Regions from separate parts of the Oryctolagus cuniculus genome. Here all the other regions are linked to region 2. The links are chromatin contacts, called in public Micro-C maps. All regions are on one chromosome and are shown on one strand. The core of a region is the stretch at or near the end of the contact, and the rest is flanking DNA. Distances in the headings are between cores, read along the strand shown. Region 1 overlaps KIF3C (kinesin family member 3C). Region 2 overlaps ASXL2 (ASXL transcriptional regulator 2). Region 3 holds the start of KIF3C (kinesin family member 3C).

What was found. A called contact is a pair of places that touch in the nucleus more often than the background predicts.
Region 1: a Micro-C map of ear pinna shows a contact between it and region 2, with 3 times the contacts expected there. The contact joins two enhancer-like sites. A contact is called at or near these places in 2 of 6 Hi-C or Micro-C datasets (ear pinna and an unstated tissue).
Region 3: a Micro-C map of ear pinna shows a contact between it and region 2, with 3 times the contacts expected there. The contact joins the promoter of KIF3C here to the enhancer-like site in region 2. A contact is called at or near these places in 3 of 6 Hi-C or Micro-C datasets (ear pinna, psoas muscle and an unstated tissue).

What each region holds. Positions count from the first base shown.
Region 1 is chr2:176,835,026-176,839,106 of mOryCun1.1, forward strand. All of the region lies in intron 5 of KIF3C (kinesin family member 3C), which reads left to right. It overlaps LOC103347721 (a long non-coding RNA gene), which reads right to left. Exons shown (of 3, transcript XR_007918313.2): 3 at 1,671-4,081. Among named protein-coding and RNA genes, the nearest start is that of KIF3C, 31 kb to the left of the region's middle. Within about 2 kb of position 2,011, at least 1 of the 8 cell types and tissues checked has an H3K27ac peak or open chromatin away from gene starts, as enhancers often do. A contact at or near this core is called in ear pinna, where this site is marked.
Region 2 is chr2:176,907,078-176,910,748 of mOryCun1.1, forward strand. All of the region lies in intron 1 of ASXL2 (ASXL transcriptional regulator 2), which reads left to right. Among named protein-coding and RNA genes, the nearest start is that of ASXL2, 36 kb to the left of the region's middle. Within about 2 kb of position 2,119, at least 1 of the 8 cell types and tissues checked has an H3K27ac peak or open chromatin away from gene starts, as enhancers often do. A contact at or near this core is called in ear pinna, where this site is marked.
Region 3 is chr2:176,804,901-176,808,637 of mOryCun1.1, forward strand. It overlaps KIF3C (kinesin family member 3C), which reads left to right and starts at 1,604. Exons shown (of 8, transcript XM_008254660.4): 1 at 1,604-3,737. The coding sequence starts at 2,246.

The sequences.
Region 1 (4,081 bases), core at 761-3,260, 72 kb before region 2:
GTCTCTTGCTCTCACTGTCCACTCTGCCTGTCCAAAAAAAAAAAAATATATATATATATGTTTTTGTTAAGGAAAATTTAGATAGGCATTGAAAGAATGAAAATATGTCCATTTAGTGGTGATGTCTGCGAACATTTGAAAATAAACTTTCCATATTTTATGTTTTTTAAGATTTAGTTATGTATTTGAAAGGTATAGTTATAGGCTTTCCTTTCCTTGGCCTTTTGCCATTATGGGGCTTGCTGCAGCCCTGCGCCTCCAGGGTGCGTAGCCTTTGGGCCACCCGCCCCCATGTTTCCTGGCCTAGGTGCTCCTCCATGTGGCTGGTTCCTGGTAGTCAGTATGAACCCAGATTTACCTCTCTCTCTCTAGATAAAGCCCTCACTCTCCTTTGCATCTTTTGCACTGAATAAAAGCTTAAAAATGTTAAAAAAAAAAAAAGAAAGAAAGAAAGATGGAAAGGTATAGAGACAGAGAGAGACACACAGAGAGAAAGATCTTCCATCTGCTGGTTCACTCCCCAAATGGCTGCAACAGCTAGGGCTGGGTCAAGTCAAAGCCCAGAGTCTGGAACTACATCTGGGTCTCCCACGTGGATGCAGTGGCCCAAGCACTTGGGCCATCTTCCATTGCTTTCCCATGCACATAAGCAGGAAGCGGGATCAGAAGGGGAGCAGCCAGGACTCAAACTGGTGCCTGTATGGGATGCCAGTGCCACAGATGAAGGCCTAACCCACTATAGCACAGTGCCAGCCCCTCCCCCCTTTTAAAGGCTTACTTTATTTATTTGAAAGGCAGAGTTCTGGGGTGAGGGGTCGGGGGAGAGCTAGAGATGGGGAGATTTTCCACCTGCTGGTTCACTCCCCAAATGGCTGCAGTGGGTGGGTCAGGGCTGGGCCAAGCCAAGGCCAGGAGCTTTATCCAGGTCTTCTACGTGGGTGCAGGGGTCCAAGCACTTGGGCCATCTTCCACTGCTTTCCTGGGCGCATTAGCAGAGAGCTGGATCAGAAGCTGAACACTCGAACTGGCACCCATATGGGGAACTGGCACCCCTATGGGATACTGGGGCTGCCAACGGTGGTTTAACCTTTTGCCCCCAAACTTGCTATTTTTTTTAAGTTTTATTTATTTATTTGAAAGTCAGAGTTACACAGAGAGAAGAAGAGGCAGAGGGAGAGGGAGAGAGAGGTCTTTATCCACTGGTTCAGTCCCCAAATGGCCGCAACGGCTGGAGCTGCGCCAACCCGAAGCCAGGAGCCAGGAGATTCTTCCGAATCTCCCATGTGGGTACAGGGGCCCAAGGACTTGGGCCATCTTCTACTGCTTTCCCAGGCCATAGCAGAGAGCTGGATCAGAAGTGGAGCAGCCAGAACTAGATCCAGCGTCCATATGGAATGCTGGCCCTGCAGGCGGAGGATTAACCTGCACCACAGCGCTGGCCACAAGGAATATATATTTTATACAGAAAATATTCAAAATATATCTATCTGCATAAGGGTAAAAGACTAAGGCAGTTATGCACATAGTATTCTCCACTGAATACAAATTATATGAACAGTTAAAACCAATTGTTCTAAAAAGAACTCCAAGAAAGAAATTACTTATAAAAAATATTTGTTAAGAAATAGCAAATAATACTGAGATTTTTTTTCCTTTTCTTTTCTTTCTTTCTTTCTTTTTTTTTTTTTTTTTTTTTTTTTTTTTTTGTCACTGTCCAGTTTGCAGTGTCTGGTGACTGCAGTATTTAATATTTATTTCAGAACTTAAACAAAAAAAATTAACACAAACACAAAAGACAATAAAAACGGACCCAGGAATTTTTTTATATGAAACAGGTTTTTTAAATTACTTTTTCAAAAGCAGTGGTGGTTAGAATAAAGTAAAAAAACAATTCCGTCATAATTGCAATCCCAGTTGTGACTGTGACCCAGCAGAGGGAGCCGGGCAGGGCAGCCTGGCGGGCCAGGGACCTCCCGAGCATCTGCCCCACGTCGCGCTCTGGCGGTCGGGACTTCCAGCTGGACTTCTGGAGCTCAGCTCTCCTCATCCAGGGCTCCCTGCCGTGGAACGAGCCCCCCAGTCCCCAGAGGAAAGGCTCCCACCCTCTGCCACGTAACCTAATCAGGGCTGGGAAACAGAGAAGCGCTTTCTCTCCAAAGCATATTTAACTAATCAGGGCATTGTCGCGTCCGCTGCACGCGGGGGCTGGAACACGCCGCTCGGCTGTGGCCTGTGGTGTTCTCGGTTTGGGAACACGGAGCCCTGCTCAGCGTGAGAGGAAAACTCATTGTCCGACAGAAACTACCTAAGGTCACGCTGTCCCTGGAGCGAGCTTTTGCTGGAAAAACATTTTGCTGCCTCCTCCTCAGGCGACAGGCAGCTCCCCCCACGTTCTCCCCCAGCCTCCTCTAGAACAAGGGGTCATTGTCAGCCGTGCGGACGCCTCGCGCTCTCGCGCTGGCTTCTCCACCATCACTCTGCAGCCATGGGGGAAGACAGAAGAAGTCCAGGTGATTGCCTGCCGCCCCCCCACCCCAGTCTTGTGTTAAAGTGACCGTGACCGTGCAAAAAACATTTTTGCAACCAGCTGGAGCAGTGACTGCTTTACAAATATGACCTGGATTTCCTTTGTCCTCGTGTTTATACAAAATTGTCTTCTAAGGGTAAGATGTCTGAGCGTGTCCCTAGCCCTCTGCTTACAGTTCACAGTGTTCCGTTGGAACTGTAGCCCTCTGGCCTCAGCCACCCCAACACCTGCAGTTCTTTTCAAAATATCAGCCAAAGGGAGAGACTGGGTTTAGGGCTTAGATCACGCTCAATTCTAGTCGCTGCTCTGCCGCTTACACAAGGCCTTCACCTCTGGGAAGGTGAAGCGGGGAGAATAACGTGTATCTCGTAGGATTGTTGAGGTTGAAATGAAGTCCTGTAGCCTTCCAGTCTGCACCTGTCCTAGAGGGCCAGTCCTTTGCTCTAAGAAGAAGAGGAAGTTGAGCCGGTTTCATCTCTCGGGAACACTCTTAGCTCCCCGTTGAGCCCCTGGATTTATTGTTATTGAGAGGGAGAAAGAAAGAAAACGCCCATCCTGTGGTTCACTCACCAAATGTCTGCAATGCCTGGGGCTGGGCTAGGCCGAAAGCAGGAGCCAGGAACTCAGCCCAGGTCTCCCTCGTGGGTGCAGGAGAAACAACTCATTGAGCCACTGCTGCTGCCTCCCAGGGTCTGAATGAGCAGGAAACTGCAGTCTGGCACCCATGGAGCTGGGACTCAACCCAGGTACTCCAGTGTGGGAGACCGCTGAAGACCAGCGTCTTGGCCAGCACCACGGCTCACTAGGCTAATCCTCCGCCTGCGGCGCCGACACCCCAGGTTCTAGTCCTGGTTGGGGCGCCAGATTCTGTCCCGGTTGCTCCTCTTCCAGTCCAGCTCTCTGCTGTGGCCCGGGAGTGCAGTGGAGGATGGCCCAAGTGCTTGGGCCCTGCACCCGCATGGGAGACCAGGAAAAGCACCTGGCTCCTGGCTTCGGATCGGCGCAGCGCGCTGGCCGTGGCAGCCATTTGTGGGGTGAACCAACGGAAGGAAGACCTTTCTCTCTGTCTCTCTCTCTCTCTCTCACTAACTCTGCCTGTAAACAAACAAACAAACAAACAAAAAAACCAGCTTCTTAACCGCTAGACCGAACACCTGCCTGAGTCCCTGGGTTTCTGCTCAGGCCTGTGAGAATTGAAACAGGGAGATGGGGAGAAGGGGCAGCCCTCGCAGGCTGGGGTGGGGCAGCGTGACAGAGAAATGAGCAGAGGGAGACCACACAGAGGTGAGTCTGGTTGGCCATGTTGGCTGCCTTGAAGGACCTGGAAGGAAACACCCAGCGGTGTTGGGTGCCTGTATTCAGAACAGGGGAGGGAAGAGGGTGATCAGACCCGGCCAGCAGTGGGAATAATGGCGTCAGCCTCTGGGATGGAGCCAAGAGATGGTTTCTTTCTTTTATTTTTTTAGTATCAAGGGAAGAAAACAAGATGATAGCAGCCAATTGTGGAGGGAGGGTCCTGGGAGAGAGCACTCACGGGATCTACCAAGCACGTGA
Region 2 (3,671 bases), core at 869-3,368:
CTGGTTCACTCCCCAATTGGCCGCAACAGCCAGAGTTGCACCAATCCGAAGGCAGGGGCCAGGAGCTTCTTTGGTCTCCCACGTGGGTGCAGGGGTCCAAGGACTTGGGCCACCCTCTATTCCTTTCCCAGGCCATAGCAGAGCACTGGATCAAAAGTGGAGCAGTCAGGACTTGAACTGGCACCCATATGGGATGTCGACACTGCAAGCAACAGCAGCTTTACTCACAATGCCACAGCGCCGGCCCTTGAACTGCTTCTTTATATCCTTTGCCAGTTTTGTTTTGAATTGTTGGAATTTTTCTCATTGATTTGTCACAGTGTTGTTGGTGGTATGTTTTCCAGCTTTTCTCCCTGATTTCTCTGTAGATTTTGTCTATGGGGAATGTGTATACATGTGTGTATGTGCATTCTTGTGTATGCTTATGCATGCATGCGCCTATATACAATATCCATGTTTTTTGTTAAAGATTTATTTTATTTATTTGAAAGGCATAGTATCAAAGGGGTAGAGAAGGAGAGAGATCTTCCATCTGCTGGTTCACTCCCCAGATGGCTGCATCAGCAGACTGTGGGTCTGTCCTGAAACCAAGAACATGGACCTCCATCCTGGTCTCCCATGTGCATGGCAAGGATCCAAGTACTCAGGCCGTATTCTGTTGCCTCCCCAGGCACATTAGAAGGAAGCTGTATCAGAAACCAAGCAGCCAGGACTTAAACTGCTGCTGCAAAAATGGGACGCTGGCTTTGCAGCTGGTGGCTTAACCTACTGTGCCACAATGCCAAATTTTATTTTTTTTTGTCACACTTGCAAATATTTTCCCTCTTATTGCTCTGGGTTTTGTATCATTTTTTTTTTTTTTAAGATTTATTGTATTTATTTGAAGTTGGAGTTGCACAGAGAGGAAAGGCAGAGAGAGAGAGGTCTTCTATCCACTGGTTCACTCGCCAGTTGGCCGCAACAGCTGGAGCTGCGCCGATCCAAAGCCAGGAGCCAAGAGCTTCTTCCGGTCTGCCACGCAGGTGTAGGGGCTCAAGGACTTGGGCCATCTTCTACTGCTATCCCAGGCCATAGCAGAGAGCTGGATTAGAAAAGGAGTAGCCAGGACTAGAACCGGCACCCATATGGGATGCCAGCACTTCAGGCCAGGGCTTTAACCCGCTGCGCCACAGCGCTGACCCCTATGTCATTCTTTTGAAAGCTTACTTAACAAAGGCAAAATCCACAAAGGACAAGATTTAACTATATGAAAATGAAAAAATATCTTATAGGTAAATAATACTTGTACATGCTAAAAAATATGGGGAGAATAAAAAAAAGGAGAAAAGCTTCCCACAGTCTTAACCAGTGATAGGTCAGCATACTATTCCTCCAGGGTTTCCCTCTACTTAACCTTGTGCTGGCTTGTGTTATTGTGAGTCATTAGTACATAACTCTTGAAGAAGTAACTCTGCTTACTGATTATGCAGGCCTAGCTGCCTCCTGCTGCCTGTGTGAGCGCTGGTATGGCTCACTAGAGCCTTGGTAGCTGGTAAGCAGTTAGGGTGGGCAGAAGCTAGAGCAGGGAGTGCCAATACTGAAAAGTCATCACAATGGCATTCAGAAATGTCTTCATATAAAAGTGACTGCAAGTTGTATTTTCTTTCCTTTCATTCTGTTGTGCAACTTTCCCTCCCTGTTTAGTAATGTTCTTTTTACAGTGCCTGCATTTTTTCTTTTAAACCATGGAAAGGCAGCCAAAGCAAAAGGGTTTTTATTTCACATTTGAATCAGAGCTTTAAATAGAGATCATTGTACTTCTGGGGGGGCCATTGTGCTGGTGGCAGTATTAACCACAGAAAACTCTAGAGTTTTCTCTAATAAGGAACGTGAAATTCAGGAAATCTAAGTTGGGATTGCTTCCTTAGCCTTCTCTCTCAATCTCTCTCTTTTTCTAAAAAAAAAAGATTTATTTATTTGAAAGGCAGATAAAGATATGGGATAGAGAAAGAGATCTTCCATCTGCTGGTTTGCTTCTTAAATGGCCACAACGACTAGCTCTGGGCCACCCTGAAACCTGGAGCCAGGAACTCCATCTGAGTCTCCCATGTGGGTTGCAGGTTCCCAAGCAATGTGGCCTTCTGCTGGTGCTTTCCCAGGCACATTAGCCAGGAGCTGGATCAGAAGTGGCACTACCAGGACACTAACTTTTTGCTTGTATGGAATGCCGGTGTCTAAGGCTGGGCTTACTCCGCTGCACCACAGTGCCAGCCCCTTGGCTGTCCTGTGCTTCAGGAGGCCTCCTTTCAGTGCTCTGTTTTTTTGTTTGTTTTTGTTTTTATTTTTTTTTAGTTTTATTTACTTGAATGGCATGTCAGAGACAGAGAGCGAGAGAGAGAGCGCCTCTGTCTGCTGGTTCAGTACCCATATAAGCTGCAGCAAGGCTGAGCCAAGTTGAAGTCGGGAGCCTGGAACTTCAGGCAATTCTCCCATATGGGTGGCAGGGACCCAAGTACTTGGGTCATCATCTACTGCCTTCCCAGGTGCATTATCAGAGAGTTGGATCTGAAGGAGAGCAGCCGGGTTTTGAACTGGCACTCTGATATAGGATGCCAATGTTGTAAGTAGCACTTAATCCATGTGCCACAATGCCAGCCCTACGTTCTCTCTTTAATAAAATCTCAGTGAATAAGTGGAGATAAGAAAAATAATATGAAGTAATTAACTGTGGCAGTTACTTACTTGAAGTACCTGAAGTAGCTGAGAAGGAAGGGTGTCATTGTGGGTGAGAGCACATTTCATGGAGAGAGAGATGTATCTGGACTTGGTTCTTTTGAGCAAGGATGTGGGAGCACAGATTCTGTTTGACATCTGGGAAACTCTGCCATCCTAAACAATTGTCTTGTCTTGGTAGCTTCAAGGCATTGCTTTGGCTAGTTTCTGGGAATATTTCATCATATTGTTCAATAATTTACAAAGCTTAAATAAAAAATCATGTGAAGATTTAAGAAAATTCTTTTCTAGTATGATTAAAAGCTTTGTGTGACTAGTAGACTCTAATTATTGCCAGTCTGTTTCCCATAATTAGCTTTACTGTCTTGAATCCATGTGTATGAATTCATAATATAGATTTGTTGTCTATTCCAGTTCTTAATCTTGGTCTCAGGTTCTCTCTCACTTAGGACTCTTAAAAAATGATAAGAAAACTTATCCCAAAGTGGTAGAAAGAAGAAAAAGGAATTTGTCACTGAAAACTTTCAAAGAACATTAGGTATGATTGGTTCAGTGTTTAAATAGGGCATTATCAAAATTTTGCTTCTCTTTGTCTTTGGGGTGCTGATTTGATTGCCAAACTCTTTTTTTTTTTTTTTTTTTTTTTTTTGACAGGTAGAGTGGACAGTGAGAGAGAGACAGAGAGAAAGGTCTTCCTTTGCCGTTGGTTCACCCTCCAATGGCCGCCGCGGCCGGCGCGCTGCGCTGATCCGATGGCAGGAGCCAGGTGCTTCTCCTGGTCTCCCATGGGGTGCAGGGCCCAAGCACCTGGGCCATCCTCCACTGCACTCCCTGGCCACAGCAGAGGGCTGGCCTGGAAGAGGGGCAACCAGGACAGAATCCGGCGCCCCAACCGGGACTAGAACCCGGTGTGCCGGCGCTGCTAGGCGGAGGATTAGCCTAGTGAGCCGCGGCGCCGG
Region 3 (3,737 bases), core at 354-2,853, 100 kb before region 2:
TCAAAGGAGAAAAGAAAGGAAAACTATTTCGCGAGTGCCTCCCACGTCCTTCACCCACATGGTCACTTCATCCCCAGGTTTCCCGCTGGGACAGCTGTTCAGACAAGTTCAACAGTGCGTTCAGAGTCACACGTCTTAGAAGCAATAGATTCCGATCTGCGTCCCATACAGGAAGAGCTGGACGCACGCTCTCCCAGGGGGTGGCCCTTTCATCCAGCCGTAGCATCAGATGTGTCAGCCAAAGCAGAGAAAAGGGCGTTCAAAAACCAAAGCCAAATGCAACAGGAACATGGCTTAAGAGCCAAGTGGTCCATCCGGAAGTCAGCCTGTCACAGCCAAGAGAAGTCAGTCTACAAAGCCAAAACCCCACCCGGCAACTGGTCCCAAAGCCAAGTTACTCACAAGCAGTGGAGCCCGATCAAGAAGAGGGTGGAGGGCGGACAGGACACTGCAGAGGTGAGTGAGCTCCCAGCCAAGCCTCATGCCTCCTCCTCCTCTCGACCTTCCAGCCCCAGGGAAGACACGGCAAAGGCTCTGGGCCCTCCAAGGACACGATGGGACACATCTGGGGGGAGGACTCAGTCCCCACCCAGTGCTCCACGGAAAGGACTTTGACTTTGTCCTTGCACTTGTAGAATTACACTTAAATTGCACCCTAGAGTGGGAGGGAGTGAAGATCCCGAAAAGAGCATCCGGCACACGCCTGCTCTCCGGGATGCTCCAGGAACCCGGAGCCGCTTGCCCGCCCACCCCGTGAAGGAGACAGTCTCTTAAACGGATGAGGAAAGGGAGGCTGGGGCAAAGCAGGTGGCTGCTCCAGTCCCAGCTTGGATGGAGAGCAGAACCGGAACTGGAATGCAGGTTGTGTTTTATGCAAATTCGATGCCTCCTTCTGCTATGGAAAAAACCCAGGGGTCAGGGAAGGCTCCACGAAGGAGGAGGAGGAGGAGGTGCCAGTGGTGTCCAAGTGGCGGCGCCCCAAGTGCAGAAGAGGACAGGGTCTCTGGGAAAGGCACAAAGGGGCAAAGCAGCTTACGGAGCCAAACTTGGCTCCTAACGGACAAGAAGGGTGCGGCTCCTAGCTGGGGGCCTGGGGTGCAGGAGGTGCGGGGCGGGGGTGGACTGCGAGAGTGCACTGTCAGGGCGGTGAAGCTGCAGAGTCGGCACGCCGCGGGGCAGCGACGCAGGAGTCGCGCGAGCAGGCTGCGGGTGCTGACGCGGGCGAGGAGACGCGGCCCCTCCTGCCCTGCCCTGGGGGTGCAGCCCAGGCCCTGGAGCTGCAAGCTGAACCAGGAACGTCTAGGCGGTGGGGGGCGCTGCAGGCGCCCTGAAGGGGACTGTCGTGGGGAGGGGGGGACACCTGCGGGCCGGAAGGGCGGGACCGCGAGACCGGGGGCGGGGGCGCGCGCCTGACGTCCCTCGAGGGCTCGCCCGCGGCGCGAGAGGCCGCCCGGACGCGAGCGCGCGCGAGGGCGCTGCAGCCCGCCGCGCCGGCCGACAACAAAGGCGGGACTACAACTCCCGGCGTGCTCTGCGCGGCCTCCCCCTTCCCCGCGCACGGCCGCGCCCGCCCGCGCGCCCCGCCCCGCGGCCCCGCCCCTCGCCCCACCCCAGCCGGGAGGCTTCGCCCGGGCCGCAGCGCGGCGGCGGCGGCAGCGGCGGCGGCAACATCCCTCGGGCCGCCGCTGCTCCGCCCCATCCCCTCTGTTTTTCTCCGTCAGTCTCCCGCGGCGGCGGCAGCGGCGGGGGCGCGGGCGGAGGCAGCCGCAGCGGCGCGGGCTGCGATGACTGGTGCCCCCGGCGCGGGTCAGGACTCCAGGTGAGCCTCTGCGCTCGCGAGGGCCGCGACCCCGCCGCCCGGCGCCCCGGCCCCGCCATGCATCCCTAGCGGAAGGAGGCGGAGGCGGAGGAGACAGCTCTGCCGCCCACCCCCATCGCATTCTCCTCTTCCTTTATCTCATTGTTGCCGCGGCTGTTTACGGCAGCGCCGCCTCTGCCCCGGCATGGGGCGGGCTCCGGGCGCTGCCCTCGGGCCGGCGCTGCTCCCTCGGCTGCCCGGGGACTCCGCCTGACCGTGCGTCTCCCCCTCCTCCTCCCCGCTGGTGCAGCAGCGGCGGGGCCACGCCAGCATCCCCACCTTCGGAGGCCGCATGCGGATTGAGGCGCGGCGCCCGGGGGCTGCGCGGCCCGCGCCCATCCCGACCTAGGGCAGCGAGCGCACAGCGGGACTCTGCCGGGCGGCAAGATGGCCAGTAAGACCAAGGCCAGCGAGGCCCTGAAGGTGGTGGCCCGGTGCCGCCCCCTCAGCAGGAAGGAGGAGGCTGCGGGTCACGAGCAGATCCTGACCATGGACGTGAAGCTGGGCCAGGTGACCCTGCGGAACCCCCGCGCCGCGCCCGGGGAGCTGCCCAAAACCTTCACCTTCGACGCCGTGTACGATGCCAGCTCCAAGCAGGCAGACCTGTACGACGAAACCGTGAGGCCCCTCATAGACTCGGTGCTCCAGGGCTTCAACGGCACCGTGTTTGCCTACGGCCAGACGGGCACCGGCAAGACCTACACCATGCAGGGCACCTGGGTGGAGCCCGAGCTGCGCGGCGTCATCCCCAACGCCTTCGAGCACATCTTCACGCACATCTCCCGCTCCCAGAACCAGCAGTACCTGGTCCGGGCCTCCTACTTGGAGATCTACCAGGAGGAGATCCGGGACCTGCTCTCCAAGGAGCCGGGCAAGAGGCTGGAGCTGAAGGAGAACCCGGAGACCGGCGTCTACATCAAGGACCTGTCTTCCTTCGTCACCAAGAACGTCAAGGAGATTGAGCACGTGATGAACCTGGGGAACCAGGCGCGGGCGGTGGGCAGCACCCACATGAACGAGCTCAGCTCCCGCTCGCATGCCATCTTTGTCATCACCGTAGAGTGCAGCGAGCGGGGCACTGACGGCCAGGACCACATCCGTGTGGGCAAGCTCAACCTGGTGGACCTGGCTGGCAGCGAGAGGCAGAACAAGGCAGGCCCCAATGCAGCCGGGGGGACTGCCGCACCAGCCGCGGGTGGCGGCGGTGGCAGTGGAGGGGGCGGGGGCGGCGGGGCTGGTGGCGGAGAGAGGCCCAAGGAAGCTTCCAAGATCAACCTCTCGCTGTCAGCCCTGGGCAACGTGATCGCCGCCCTGGCGGGCAACAGAAGCACCCACATCCCCTACCGGGACTCCAAGCTGACCCGGCTGCTCCAGGACTCTCTAGGGGGCAATGCCAAGACCATCATGGTGGCCACGCTGGGACCAGCCTCTCACAGCTACGACGAGAGCCTGTCCACCCTGCGCTTTGCCAACCGAGCCAAGAACATCAAGAACAAGCCCCGGGTGAACGAGGACCCCAAGGACACGCTGCTGCGGGAGTTCCAGGAGGAGATCGCCCGCCTGAAGGCGCAGCTGGAGAGGAAGGGGATGCTGGGCAAGCGGCCGCGCAGGAAGAGCGGCCGCAGGAAGAAGGCCGTGTCGGCCCCGGCCGGGTACCCCGAGGGCGCCGTGCCGGAGGCCTGGGTGGCGGAGGACGAGGACGACAGCAACAACAACCACTGCCCGCCGCAGCCCCTCCTGGAGCCGGCCCTGGAGAAGGGCATGGAGAACTACCTGCAGGAGCAGAAGGAGCGGCTGGAGGAGGAGAAGGCGGCCATCCAGGACGACCGCAGCCTGCTGAGCGAGGAGAAGCAGAAGCTGCTGGAGGAGAAGGAGAAGA